2 separate regions of the Sus scrofa genome follow, and region 1 is linked to region 2. A link is a contact called in public HiChIP or PLAC-seq data. All regions are on one chromosome and are shown on one strand. The core of a region is the stretch at or near the end of the contact, and the rest is flanking DNA. Distances in the headings are between cores, read along the strand shown.

Region 1 (6,811 bases), core at 2,228-4,727, 380 kb before region 2:
AAAAACAAAAAAACAAAAGCAAAAATTCTTTAATACAGTTAAAGAAATGTGGTATCAGATTACATCGCAAAAATAAATGCTGAGTCTAGATTATAGTGTAGTGCCCACACGTCTATTTATAAATGCTTAAAAGGCAACTAATGCCTAAAGATACCTGTACAGTAGAAAACTGACAGAACAATGTAAACCAGCTATAATGGAAAAAATAAAAATCATTAAAATAAAACAAATAAAGATACCTTTTTTAAAAAATAAATAAATAAATAAAGATACCTTTAATAAACTCTTAGTGGACCTATAACCTCTCCCTTACATTTCTGTATCAGGTTTTCCTAAGAGCTTCATTTTAATTTGCAAGTAAATTTTGTTTTCAAAATGTGCTCGAAATGCAAGCGAAACTAGCGAATTAAGTTCTGGGGGCTGTGTCAAGGTCAGTTTTCTAGTCTGACGCTGTACTAGTGACACAAAGACGCACTGGCAGATACTGGGGGAAGGGTGAGTGGGACTTCTCTTTTTTCAACTTCCTGTGAATCTGTAGTTATTTCAGTTATTTGAAAAAATCATTTCGAAAGTCTACTTTACAATTTTTCCATTTCTATCGCAGAAATTTGGCCTTGTTCTCTAATTGGATCTGTGTCATCCAGATCCCTGAAGGTGCTAATCCCTATGTATGGAGGGGCAGGGGGCACTCATTCAGTTACTGGCTTATCTGCCTTCTACAGTAATTATTCTTTTCTTAGCCTCACAGACCTTATGTCTTGTTTCACATACATCAAGAGACAGTATTTTAAATAAAGATTATAATCCAGTATAATATCACAATATAAAAATCACACAACTGGTTAAAAATCTGTTTAAATCATTCCCTCAATGCTTCAAAAATGTAACTACAAAAAGTATTACCACTGGTATGCTTTATCTGTGAACTTCAACTGTCCTCATAAATCCTGTTTCTTGGCAGCTCTATTCTAACCAAGGTACATATGTATGGCTGCTGGTTCCAACTGGGATCTTAGAAAAGCATTAGGGGTTGGACAGGATGCTGGTCCCATTTAGTGCCTGGAAGTCGGTACAAAATATGGTGCAGCGAGTTCCCTTCCTGGTTAATTTTATCAGGGAGCAGCCCCAGGAGACTGAACGGATGGTGCAAAAACTCTCTATCTTCCAGTGCACCCTCTGAGTCCTTATTAATAAAACTCATGGAACGATTACCATTTTCTTCCTCTTATAAATGACTTTTTATTCTTTATATACACGTGGCTTTCATGTCAGGTACAAATATAAAATGATGCAGAAATCCATTTGATGATTTAATACATATTCATTAAGAGTTAATTACAAAAATACAAATATTCAAATAGCTTAATGGCTGTAAATTAAACCATTTTTTAACAAATCATTTGGTAGAAGTAATATTCATTTAATCAATCACTACATACTAATTATACACACACACACGAAGCATTTAGCAAGCCTTAAAATGTCTAAGAGCCTTTCGGAAAATAACTCTCAACTGAATTCCATAAACAGTATTATACCTGAGCAATGATTTGTTCTCCATCGTTGTACACTTTGGTGCCTATTACATCCACCACTTTCAGGCGTTCAGAAACCTACAAAGGAAAAGAAGATTATACAGCTGACCCCTGAACAACATGGGGTTAAACTGTGCATATCCACTTACATGCAGATTTTTTCAATAAACAGTCACCCCACCCCCACTCCCATCCATGGGTGCAGAACCAGAGATAGGGACAGCCAACTGTAAGGGACTGAGCATCCACCAAGGTCCTGGAAACAGTCCTGCAGATACTGAGGGACAAGACTATATGAAACAGCCTGATCGGGTAATCTTAACTATTTCAGGTTTTTTCGTTCCTTTCTGGCCACACCCATAGCATGTTAGTTCCCACACACCAGGGATGGAACCCACACCACAGCAGAGACCCAAGCCACCGCTGTGACACTGATGGATCCTCAATCCACTGCCCACAGATCTTCCTTAACTGTTTCAAGGTTTAAAAATGGTAGCCTATAGGCCAAATAAACTGAGCAATGTGTGGGTCTGTGTGTGTGTGTTTGCTGTATTAACTGCCCACATTTTAAAATAAATTTTCAATAAAAACTTGAATTTCCAGCTTCTCTTGAAAAATCGGGACACTCAGCAACAGTCAGCCCATATCTCCAAATTGCAAAAATAAACTCTGTTAACTAGCAGCTGTTTCTTTAGATGGAGCACATGTTTTCCAGTTTACCAAAGTCCCATCCTGGCTTGGTTTTCTTCAATATGTTAACTCTAAGGCATGTGCATTTCCAACCCCTGAGCTATTTTTATTTAGAGAGAACTGTTGCTGGAAAAGATCAGCTGCCCAAAATGCATTCTGAAATGTGGCCTGAATTTCTACTACTTTAAGCCAACAGAGAGTCACATCCGCCCATGAGTTCGTCAGTCCGAAGGACTGTGGCTTAGATGCTGGAAGGATGGCAGTGCTGTCTCTAAGATGGGAAGTGGGGTGGGAGGAGGTTTGGGCCGGATTAGGTGTGAGCTTTCTATCAGACACCCCAGAGAAAATGTTAAATATGCAGTTAGATAAATGAGCCTGGCGTTCAAGGGCTGGGCCTTGCCCAGTAACAACAATTCTAAGAGGCATCAACATAATAGACTTATAAGCCAGGGGATTTGACAAGTTCACCATGTGAAGAGGGTTAGGGTGAGCCTGCCAAAAGAAAAAGAGACCCTAGAATGCCAATTTTAGGAGAAAGGAGAAGAGGAATAAAGGAGGAGAGGCCAGTGAGGATGTGCTGTATTTGGATAATCTGATCCTATAAAGGCATAACTAAGCGGCCACTGCCTACATTTGTGGGGTTCTTTTAAGTCTGCGTTCAGATAAAGACCAAATACAGATCTGCCAAGGATGCTCCTAGGAGTCTATTGCTTACATACGACAAAACAAATGCAGCTATAGGCAGGAAAAGAAAGGCTGAGCTGTACAAACGCTATATAATCTTCTCAAATGAAAATATGGATAAATTATTATTCAAAGAAACTTCCAATAGAACTAAGCATTCCCAACAAAACAAAAGCTTTTAAAGCAAAATAAAAGCACAAACATATACTTACTTCCAAAGATTTAAGGAATGGCAGTGACTCAATAAAGCTTTCATACATTTTCCTCTTTTTGGCATTATTTTTTACAATTATTCTCCTGAAGGTTACCCTGTCCTAAAGGCAGAATGTCAAATACGAAGACAGTTAAAAGGTAGACTTTATGGGGAAAGAAGGTTTGAAGAGACAGTTTGAATTTATTCCCTACAAAGAACAAACAATAATTGAAGATTTTGAAATAAAAGATGAACATCATTATACTTCTAACGTAACTCATTTCAGATTACTTCTTTAAGCATACATGTAGAACCATATAAAACGTGACTTTCAGGTTTTTTAAAGAAAGCACCAACGTGTAACCGGCGGGCTACACCACAAGGTGGCGCTGTCGCACCACTTAATACGCTCCCCGTTCTTTCCTGCCCCACCCCCTCCCCTTTTGAGAGAAAAGTGATTTATGACGTATGCATTAAAGGTATAAACAATACGTTGATATGACATACCTATATACTGTGAAATGATTACCACCACAGATGGTTAATACCGCTATCACCTCACATAATTACCATTTCTTTTCTGTGGTAAGAACATTAAAGATTTATTCTTTGCAGCTTTCAAGTATATACTGTTGTTAACTATAATCATCACGTTTTACACCGGATCCTCAAAACTTACTCATAACTGCAAGTTTTTTCTCTTTAACCTACCTCTTCCCCACCACCCTCAGCCCCTGGCAACCCCATCATCCTACTTAGTTTCTGAGAATTGAAACCAGCAAGTGAGTTCTTTCGCTACAGATAACAGCCTTAGAGTGTTATGAAATCAATTCGGTGGGACATGACTGGCATTTTTTTTAGGTGTAACTGGCACACAACATTTTATTAGTTTCAAATGTACAACATAATGATTCAGTATCTGTATATATCGTGAAATGATCATATTAACTCTAATTAACATCCATCACCATACATATAGCTACCACATTTTTTTTCTTGTGATGAGAAATTTCAAATGTACAACACTGTTACTATTAACTGGTTACCGTGGTGTATACTCTGTCCTCAGCATGCATTTGTATCTAGAAATTTGTACCTTTTGACCCCCTTGACCCATGACCGGCATTTTCATCTTTAAAAAAGAAAAAACAAAAGAGAAAATCTGTGGGCATCCTTTTTAGTCAAGTGTTGAGTTATATATTTATTTCCATTATACACAAAGGCACACAAACATATACACTGGTGTGACATTTCCTAATGTGTTTCTTGTGGACTGCAGTAAAAAAAAAAACGATGGAAAACAGTATTAGGAAAAATTTTTAATCATGCACTTACAATGTAAAGAGATATAGAAAAATTATTGACTAGGCTTTTTATCACATCCATATACCAGAGTTTCTTTTTTAAAATATACAGAGAAACTACGACTTCTTTGAGGAGAGTTTGATGACAGTGTTTATCATGCTCATCATTCTAAAATGTTCCTATGTTTATACTACTTAACCTCAAGGATACAGAAGTGAAATAAGGAACCAGGGAAAACTTTAAAGCTAATGGCTCTAAAAATGGTTTTACTACAAATTTTATATTACAAAAATTCCTACCAAACATTTAGTTCTCAGAGTGCTCAGAATTACGTTAGTTTGGCATAAACTGATAAACAACAATACCGTTTAATATAAAGTAAAATTAATTGGAATATGTTCTTTAATAAATTACTGTGCCAACATATTAAGGCTGAATTTAAATGAACTGATAGGATGGGGGAAAAATGCAAGTGTGGATTAAGTCTCTAGGAAACTAAACATCTTGTTCTCCGATTTCGTTTATTATAATTTTATAAGGGTTATAGTTTAGACTTAGTCATTTTTTAAAAAGAGAAAAAAATTTAAGATAATTGTAAAATATTGAAATAATTTCCAAGTCTAGCTCTGCATCAGAATCAGCAGTGGTGTTTTAAAAAAAAAAGTTTCTAAGATCCCATACTTTATTTTTATTTATTTACTTTTTTTAGGACCATACCCAGGGCATATGGAAGTTCCCAAGCTAGGGGTTGAATTGGAGCCACAGCTGCCAAGCCTACACCACAGCCACAGCAACGAGGGATCGGTGTTTGCAACCTACTTTGCAGCTCATGGCAACACCAGATCCTTAACCCAGTGAGTGAGGCCAGGGATCGAACCTGAATCCTCATGGATCCCAGTAAGGTTCTTAAGACACAGAGCCACAACGGAAACTCCTAAGATCCCACACTTTAATGACTCAAAATCTTGGCACACAGGACTCTATATATAATAATCTGTATTCTGTAAAAACTCTCCAAGTGACTCTGCTATGTAATCTGTTCTGGGGACTGGCTGCACACCACTTTATGAAGAAGAGTTTACAGCAAAACAGAGAAGCCTAGAAAGAGGTTAGCAATTTAGAAATTAATCATAATGAGCAATGTGTGTCAGAAAAAAATTTCTATTAGTGGCTCACCTCTTCACACCCACTGTGACATAAAAATAAAATCCAGAAAGTCCCATTTCAAAGATTTTCATCCTATAGTCATTTCAGTCCTCACCTCTCTGAATCACCAGCACAGTCCTGCAGATCAGTTAATTCCCCAGGGCTAACAGTGACCTCGTCTTATTTACAAAGCTGGACTCTTCTACAAAGGACTTTTCTCTTGAGATTTGCTTATCTTTATACCTGCACTGATGCGGCAGAGCTCCAATCTGTTGGTCTTAAAACTTTCTCCGGAAGGGGGCTGGTTAGGTGAATTGCTAAGAAAGCAGGTTTGAAGTATTAACTGATTATGTTAATTATTATGATTTTTAAAAGCAGCTATTGCACTTATGCACACACCCCAAGGTGATCATCACAAACTGTCCACTTTCTTTTTTTAACGGCTGCACCTATGGCATATGAAGTTCTCAGGCCAGGGACTGACTCCAAACCACATCTGCAACCTATGCCACAGTTGTAGTAATGTCAGATCCTTTACGCCACTGTACTGGGGCTGGGGATTGAACTTGCACCTCCACAGTGACCCGAGCTGCTGCAGTTGAATTCTTAACTCACTGTGCCACTGTTTGTAAAGTTTAAAATATGTACAGATTAGTAAAAATCTCTGAAAATGACCTAAGTATCATGCACCCTGGGAAATGCTGGGCCTTTGTCAGTAGTTTAGGGTTCCCGCCAGGGCTGAAAACTATCAGGAATCAAAAGGCCAACCAGCTAAATATGTGACCTTGTTCAGAGGAACTGCAGAGAGGAGGCTTCCGTGTGACAATCTGATTCTGGATAGCAACCCCATCAGGATGATTAAATTTTCAGTGATACCTTCCTTAAGGAAACTCAAGACAGGGCAGGTAAGCACTTCCTAGGGGCCAAGTTCACTCAGGTTTGAGTTTTTAACTTTGCTGGCTTTGGGTACTGAGATCTTTCATCCTCCTTAAAACACTTCAGATGATGAGCCTGAAACAATTCCAATTCCAACTGGAAACAATTCCAATTCTTCTTCCAGCACTTAAAAAGTGACTCATCACATTTTTAATAAGTAAACAAGTAACTGCCTGGTTTTAATAAGAAGAAATGAGACAAAAAAACAAAAGAGGGGGAGCTCCCATCATGGCTCAGTGGTTAACGAATCCAACTAGGAACCATGAGGTTGCGGGTTCGATTCCTGGCCTTGCTCAGTGGGTTAAGGATCCGGCGTTGCCGT
Region 2 (7,260 bases), core at 2,854-5,353:
CTTTCTTCTGTTGCGACATGAGAATCTAGACATAGTTCTCAATGCTATTCAGCAGGATCTCCTTGTAAATCTATTCTGGGTTGTGTCTGATAAGCCCAAGCTCCCGATCCCTCCCACTCCCTCCCCCTCCCATCAGGCAACCACAAGTCTCATCTCCAAGTCCATGATTTTCTTTTCTGAGGAGATGTTCATTTGTGCTGGATATTAGATTCCAGTTATAAGTGATATCATATGGTATTTGTCTTTGTCTTTCTGGCTCATTTCACTCAGTATGAGATTCTCTAGTTCCATCCATGTTGCTGCAAATGGCATTATGTCATTCTTTTTTATGGCTGAGTAGTATTCCATTGTGTATATATACCACATCTTCCGAATCCAATCATCTGTCGATGGACATTTGGATTGTTTCCATGTCCTGGCTATTGTGAATAGTGCTGCAATGAACATGCGGGTGCAAGTGTCTCTTTTAAGTAGAGCTTTGTCCGGATAGATGCCCAAGAGTGGGATTGAGGGTCATATGGAAGTTCTATGTATAGATTTCTAAGGTATCTCCAAACAGTTATAATTCTTAGTTAGATTAGTTCTCATCATTTACAATATTATGGTTGTATTACCAGTATTCCCACCTGAGCCATGTAGTGTACTATTAATTCACTACCTTTCTTGTATAATTTTTTGTTTTCCTATAATTAGTAATCACTCTCACCTGTTGGTTTAGTTTTCTGTTTCTTTCACTATTTCATGTTCAAACTGGAAAATCTGCATCTTTTCTCAATACATTTAAATGCTCAGATAGCCTATTAATTTTATTTTGGGGGTAATATTTCTTCAAGAGAGATTTGTTTTATTCCTGTCTGGACTTAGTGCTCTCTCTAGGCTTGTATTAACTGTCATCCTGACATTTACATTTAGTCTCTCTTCTCTTAGATCTCAAAGTTCCTGTGTTGCATGCGTTCTTTCTTGGCTTAGTTTTGGTATAGTGCATAGTCCAGTAGCAACCTCAGAAAGGATGCTGGAGAAGTATATCTTTTGAGACCTTGTAAGTCTTAAAATGACTTAGTCTCTTCTACCACTTAATTGATATTTTTTTATGGGTGTAAAATTTTAGGTTGACATAAATTTTCCTCCAACTTTTGGGGGCATTATTCTTTCATTGTCTTTTTTGTACCAGTTTTGCAGTGGAAATCTGATGGTGTCTTGATTCTAGATTACCTGGATGTAATCCTCTCCTGACCCTAATCCCAAGGACTTTAGAGCTTCTGTTATTGCCTGGATTCTAAAACTTTTTTATGCTGTGCTGGGCCCTCAGTGGACTCTCATGATTTCGGAACTTTTATCTTTAAATTCTGGGAAGTAGTTCACTGATTGTTTCCTTCCTTTCTTCTTTCAGTTTTCTCTTTCTGGAAGTATCGTTATTTGAATGCTGGATCATGTAGAGTCCAACATCTATAGTTTCAATTTCTAGGATATGTCTTCAATTTTGTCATTGAAATCTACTACTCAGTTTTGTATGTTTAATATCACTTTTAAATTTCTTTCGTTCTCTGAATGTAACTCTTCATGGCTTTCTCTCCCTACTTGTGAATGCATCATCTTTTCTAACTTTTCCTAAAAATATCAGTTATGATATCAAGAAAATTATTTATCTTTAAATTATGTTTCCTCCCAATTGGTTTTTGGGTTACTGTTGTTTGTTTTGGATTATTTCACACTGGAGACTTTCCTCAAATATTTGATGATCCTTGGCTGTCTGCCCATATTTATGAGGCACTAAAAGTTGATTTGAAGCTCTCTGTATGGTGATGCTGGGCTTTTGGATGGAGAGCTTTGCTATAGGGTCATCAAGCAGGGCCCCGATCTTTTATTGTGGAACTCCCAACTACCTCATTATCTAGATGTCTCTTCTACTGTCTCTTCTACTTTCCTCAGAGAGGAATCTTCCAACCAAATGTAGCCTATGATACCTCTTGTAAAGTTTTTTCTTACCCTATTGAATGTTTCTACACAGGTGGCTCTCTGTATCTTTTACCAATTTCTGATGAAACATCTATCAAACTATTTACTTACAGATTTTTTGGTATTAGTCTTCATACTTTCTAATAGAAGGTAGGTACCTTCTCGTATATAGAATGGAATACTACTCAGCCATAAAAATAAAAAGGTTAAACAGCTTATATACCAATCATTATAAGAGTGGATCTATCAATATAAACAACCTAAATGTCCATCAGCAGATGAATGGATGAAGAAGATAGGATACAGCGATACAATGGGATACTACTCAACCGTGAAAAAGAATGAAATAATGCCATTTGTAGCAATGGATGGACCTAGAGATTATCATACTAAGGGAAGTCAGACAGAGAAAGACAAATACCATATGAGATCACTTATATGTGGAATCTAAAATATGACACAAATGAACTTAGCTATGAAACAGAAACAGACTCACAGACATAGACAACAGACTTGTGGTTGCCAAGGGGGTGGAGTGGGGGAGGGGAGCACTGGGAATTTACAGTTAGCAGATGTAAACTGTTATATGTAGGATGGTTGAACAAGGTCCTACTGTATAGCACAGGGAACTATATTCACTATCCTGTGGTAAACCATAAATAAAGGAAAAGAATGTAAAAAGATAATTTAAAAAAAGCACATTGAAAAAAATTTCAGGGAGTTCCTATTGTGGCTCAGAAGTAATGAACCTGACTAGTATCCACGAGGATGTGAACTCGATCCCTGGCCTTGCTCAGTGGGTGAAGTATCTGGTATTGCTGTGAGCTGTGGTGTAGGGTGCTGATGTGGCTCAGACCCTGTGTGGCTGTGGCTGTGGCATAGGCTGGCAGCCGCAGCTCTGATTCAACCCCTAGCCTGGGAATTTCCACGTGCTGCAGGTGATGTCCTAAAAAGCCAAGAAAAAAAGAAAGTAGGTACCTTACTCATCCCTGTGTCCCCATCCCCTAGCAAATAACTGACTCACATTTGTCCTCAATAAATGTTTCTCAGGCACTCTATTAGGTTGTGGAGTGGATGAGATGCAGTGGAAGTGGGATTTAAAAAACTTTTTTCTCTCAGATTGTCTATCCATGCCCAAAAGATTTTTAAGGCTAAAAATTTTTATCTCAAGTTAACTTTGGCTTCTGCGTGTATTTTTACAATTAAAGTTCTTAATTTTTTCTTTCAATTAATTCCTAAATTAATTTAAATTTTACACCCTTAAAGTTTTTAGACTGTTCTCAAATATTTAGAAAGGCAGCCCATCTCCGCACTGACGAACATAACCTTGTTTGAGATTTTTCATTAATGATGGTTTTGTTTTTTTCGCCTCCAATAGACAAGACGTGGCACTCAGCAACTTGAGTTGTACCAATTAAAAATCATAATGAACTGGTAGTATACTCTTGCACAACAAAGGCAGAGGGCGTTAAATATTTTTAAATGATGCAAATGTATTTGTCAGCAATTGCCTGCAGTCATGCTTGGTAATTTCCTCCCTGCTCTTGCTCTGCTCAAATATCATTAAAAGAATGTAACCAAGTTCATAACCCATTATGAAACTGAACAGTTACAGCAGAAGAAAAATAAATGCTCCTTTCTTAATCATAGTAAAAAAAAAATGCTCCTTTCTTAATCATAGTAAAAAAAATTTTTTTTAAATTACTTGCTTATTTTTGTTCATCTTCTACACAGTCCCAGACCCTCCCCCATGCATGACTCTTAACAAGTCAGAGTGAATCCTCCTGTCGCTTCCTGCTCAGCTGAATCAACACTCCTGGAGGCTGTGACTAATAAAAGCCACAGCCCATGGTTACACTTGACTTTTGAAAACCCTGGTTAGCTTTAAGGACGTAATTACAAGGGCCCATACTTACTGGATGAGTGAGCTGTTTCAAAAACAAGTCAGACCTCATCAATAATTGGTGACTTATTTAGCTTTATTTTTTGGTATCGACTATTATTTAGCTATTCTGAGATCATGAAGGTGTAAACAAAAGTGTTTGGTTTATAGGCTTCTTAATGACCCTTTGCTTTCCTATACTTGGCTCAAAATAATGAGGAATATAGAAAAGGGGAAATGTGATTTCTGAAAGGAAATCTAACAGAGAGTATGTTTCTGGACATTATTTCAACAGCTAATTATAATGGAGATCAATTAATCTCCAAGAAAAAGGGGCGTATTTCCTCAATCCAAAAATTTACGATTCTCTTCCAATAGTGTCACTGTGCATCTGTCATTGAACCATGAGCAGACTTTCTTTTTTCTTTTTTTTTAAATTTTAGTGAAGTATAGTTGATACACAATATTTGTCTTAATTTCTGTTACACAACAAAGTAATTCAGTTATACATATATAAACATCTATTCTTTTTCCGATTCTTTTCCCCATATCGATTATCACAGAATATTGCATGAGCAAACTTTTAATTTCCTCAAGAAGAGGTTCCACCAACGGAACGTCATGTATACATGACATGTAAAGTATGTATTGCTTTAAGCGCCCCACCTTGATTGACATCCATGCTATAAAGTTCACTTCCCTTTTTTAGTGCCCACCCTAGTCCAATAAGCAGGCAGTGTCACTGGTACACTGGCCACTCATGGAGACCCTGGGCCTGGTGGAAATAATGGGTTTAGCGAATTGACCTGTTTTCTTTCACCACAGGCAAGTGTCTTGACCACATGATCTTAAAACTTTCTGTTCTCAGTTCCCCCATTCCCTTCGGGTCTCAGCTCCTTGCCTCTGCCTTCAACACTCAGTTGAACCTCGCTCAAAAAGGCCATTTTTGATGTCCTAGTTGACAAATACAGCAGGCTATTTTTTTGCTTTTATGTTTTTTTTGTGTTTTAAAAAGCAATCGGTATAGCTGACAACCTTCCCTTAGACCTCGCTGTTGGTTTTCTTTCTGATCCTTTTTAACCCCTTTTCTTTCCCATTTTTCTCAATTTCTCTATCATTTCTTTTTTTTTTTCTCCACAGTCTTTTACTATGTTAAAGTTTCTGCCATATTAAAGGAAAATTTCTCCTCTGAACTTGCTATCCCCTTAGAGATCATGCTATATTTTACCCATTTCATTATTTAACCCCACAAGAGAATATAAAACATTTCCTACATTTCTTCATGGTCCATGTACTTTAAAGTTCTCCATAATCAGGCTTATAACTCATCAATCTGGTAAAATGGCTCTGACAGAGTCATGAATGACTTTCTAACTCTTTAAAATCCTCCCCTTATTAAACTTGTCTTTCCAGCACTTGACCTTGTTGCTCACTTCCTTCCAGAAGCTCTCTCTTCCTTGGCTTCCAGGACATTGGTCTTTTCTGGTGGTCTTCTTGCCTCTCTGGACATTTTATTTATTTATTTTTCAAACTCCTTCCGTCCCATTGTCAACCCCTAAACACTGATATTTCCCATCATTTGGCCCTTTCATCCTCTTACCTTATAAGAAACCCTAGAGGAAGTCTACCCTTTCCCCTGGCTTTAATGGCCCTATGGATGCTGATGACCAGTGTGTAATATACAGGGTCCAGCATCTTATGCTTTTGTTTTCTGCTGTGCCATCTTGCTTTGGACTATGGGCCCAGCCACTCTGAGAGACATAGCTGATGTCCTTCACAGCATCCCCCTTTGTTTTGTAGATTTTTTTTCTCCAGGGCCCTATTCCTATTCTCAAAGGCCATGACACTTTTTGTTTATTTCCTCTCAATTCACAGGGCCCCTTTGGTCCTTGGGAAATGTTGCTCGGTTACTCCTCTGAAATAAAGTTTGAAAACAAAATCTTCTTAGCTCATCTCTCAGGCAAGAAATATCAGACCTCAGGATAACTGCTTGGTATCTGACTAGGTATTTGAGGCTGGGGAGGAAAAATATCTATCTCATTGCATGTTCTACCATCACTTCAAATACAGCCCAAACAAACTTTGCCATCCTCTCCCATCACATATGACACTTTATCTGCTTCTTTTCCTTTTATTTCCCAAGCTGGTAAATATTATTACCATCCCCTTAGTTACCCAGGCCAGAATCCTCTGTGCCATCTCAGGCCCCTCACTCCTCCTGACCTCCCTTGTCCATCTAATCCTGCTAATTCTGTTGTCTAATTGTCTTTTAAAACCAGCTTTGCATGGTCCTTGGTGTCAGTGCCTCTATCCAGGCTCTATTTGTCACTGTCTCCAGCTGTTTCCTCAAGTAGTGCTGCCTACAATCTGTCTTCCACACTGTTGTCAAAGGGCTCATGTAACTACTGACCTAGTATTATATTTATCTCCTGCTTACAAATCTTTTGATGGTTAGCTTTCTAGTGATTTTATGGGAAGTTCAGCCGTCTTACTGTGCTGTGCAAAGCCTTTCATACTCCTCCTTGTCTTCTCTCTGGTCTCTTGCCATCCTCTGCACCGACCATATACATCATTATCCTTAGCCTCTGAGCCGCCTTCTTTATGTTGTTTTCCCTGTCTGTAACCCATCTTCCTCCCTCCACTCTTCCCCACCTGTTGCCTCCACTCATGTCTACTCATCAGGAAAATGCAAATTAAAACTGGGATGATTTACCACAACTTATCTACCAGAATGGCTAAATGAAGAGCACTTATAATAGCGAGTGTTGCTGGGGATATGGAATCGCTGAAACAGAAATACATGGCTGGTAAGAAAATAAGCTCGCTCAATCACTTTGGGAAACTAATATTTATGAAATCGAAACATATTCAAAAGCATTCAAGGGTCACTTCCTGTTAGAAAGAGTTTCAAACTCATGTTCCCATAACATTTTACGATGGCATTTATCACAATTTACTATACTTGTTTATTTTTTTAAATTCATTTTTCCTGCTAGACTGCCACATATTTTAAGAACAAGACCTGTCTTTTCATGTCTGTCTTCTGAGAGACTGTTTTAAGTCTGGCACATCATGGATACTCAATAAATGCTTGCTGAAGAGAGTGTATGTATACTTAAAAAAAAAAAAAAAGATGTTAATGCTTGATGGCAGTTCTAAATGTAATTCCTTAGTTTATGAACTTGTATGACTTCTTCCGAGAGGAAGTGAAAACTGTAGCTCCAATGCCCCCCCCTTTTCAGAAAACTCTACAATTTTAAGAATCAGATTTTTAAAATATCACACCACTCGTAAAAGGAACAAATAAAATGAAATGAACTTAACATGTCACACCACTCACCTAGCAAAAATTGTCAGAGGAAGAGTAAAGTGGCATCAAGAGCTGTGAAGAGAAAGGTCAGCATAGATTAGTGACACCAGTA

Evidence for each region. HiChIP or PLAC-seq counts read pairs in DNA pulled down with a chosen protein or histone mark.
Region 1: a contact with region 2 is called in an H3K27ac HiChIP or PLAC-seq map of alveolar macrophages. The contact joins two enhancer-like sites. A contact is called at or near these places in 1 of 47 Hi-C or Micro-C datasets (embryonic fibroblasts) and 1 of 2 datasets of contacts at active chromatin or transcription factors (alveolar macrophages).

Annotation. Positions count from the first base shown.
Region 1 is chr9:106,944,222-106,951,032 of Sscrofa11.1, reverse strand. PRKAR2B (cAMP-dependent protein kinase type II-beta regulatory subunit) reads right to left here. Exons shown (of 11, transcript XM_021102599.1): 7 at 3,122-3,223; 8 at 1,539-1,613. Among named protein-coding and RNA genes, the nearest start is that of HBP1, 18 kb to the left of the region's middle. Within about 2 kb of position 3,477, at least 12 of the 83 cell types and tissues checked have an H3K27ac peak or open chromatin away from gene starts, as enhancers often do. A contact at or near this core is called in alveolar macrophages, where this site is marked.
Region 2 is chr9:106,569,279-106,576,538 of Sscrofa11.1, reverse strand. The region is part of intron 2 of LOC102163285 (a long non-coding RNA gene); the gene reads left to right. Among named protein-coding and RNA genes, the nearest start is that of CCDC71L, 28 kb to the right of the region's middle. Within about 2 kb of position 4,103, at least 13 of the 83 cell types and tissues checked have an H3K27ac peak or open chromatin away from gene starts, as enhancers often do. A contact at or near this core is called in alveolar macrophages, where this site is marked.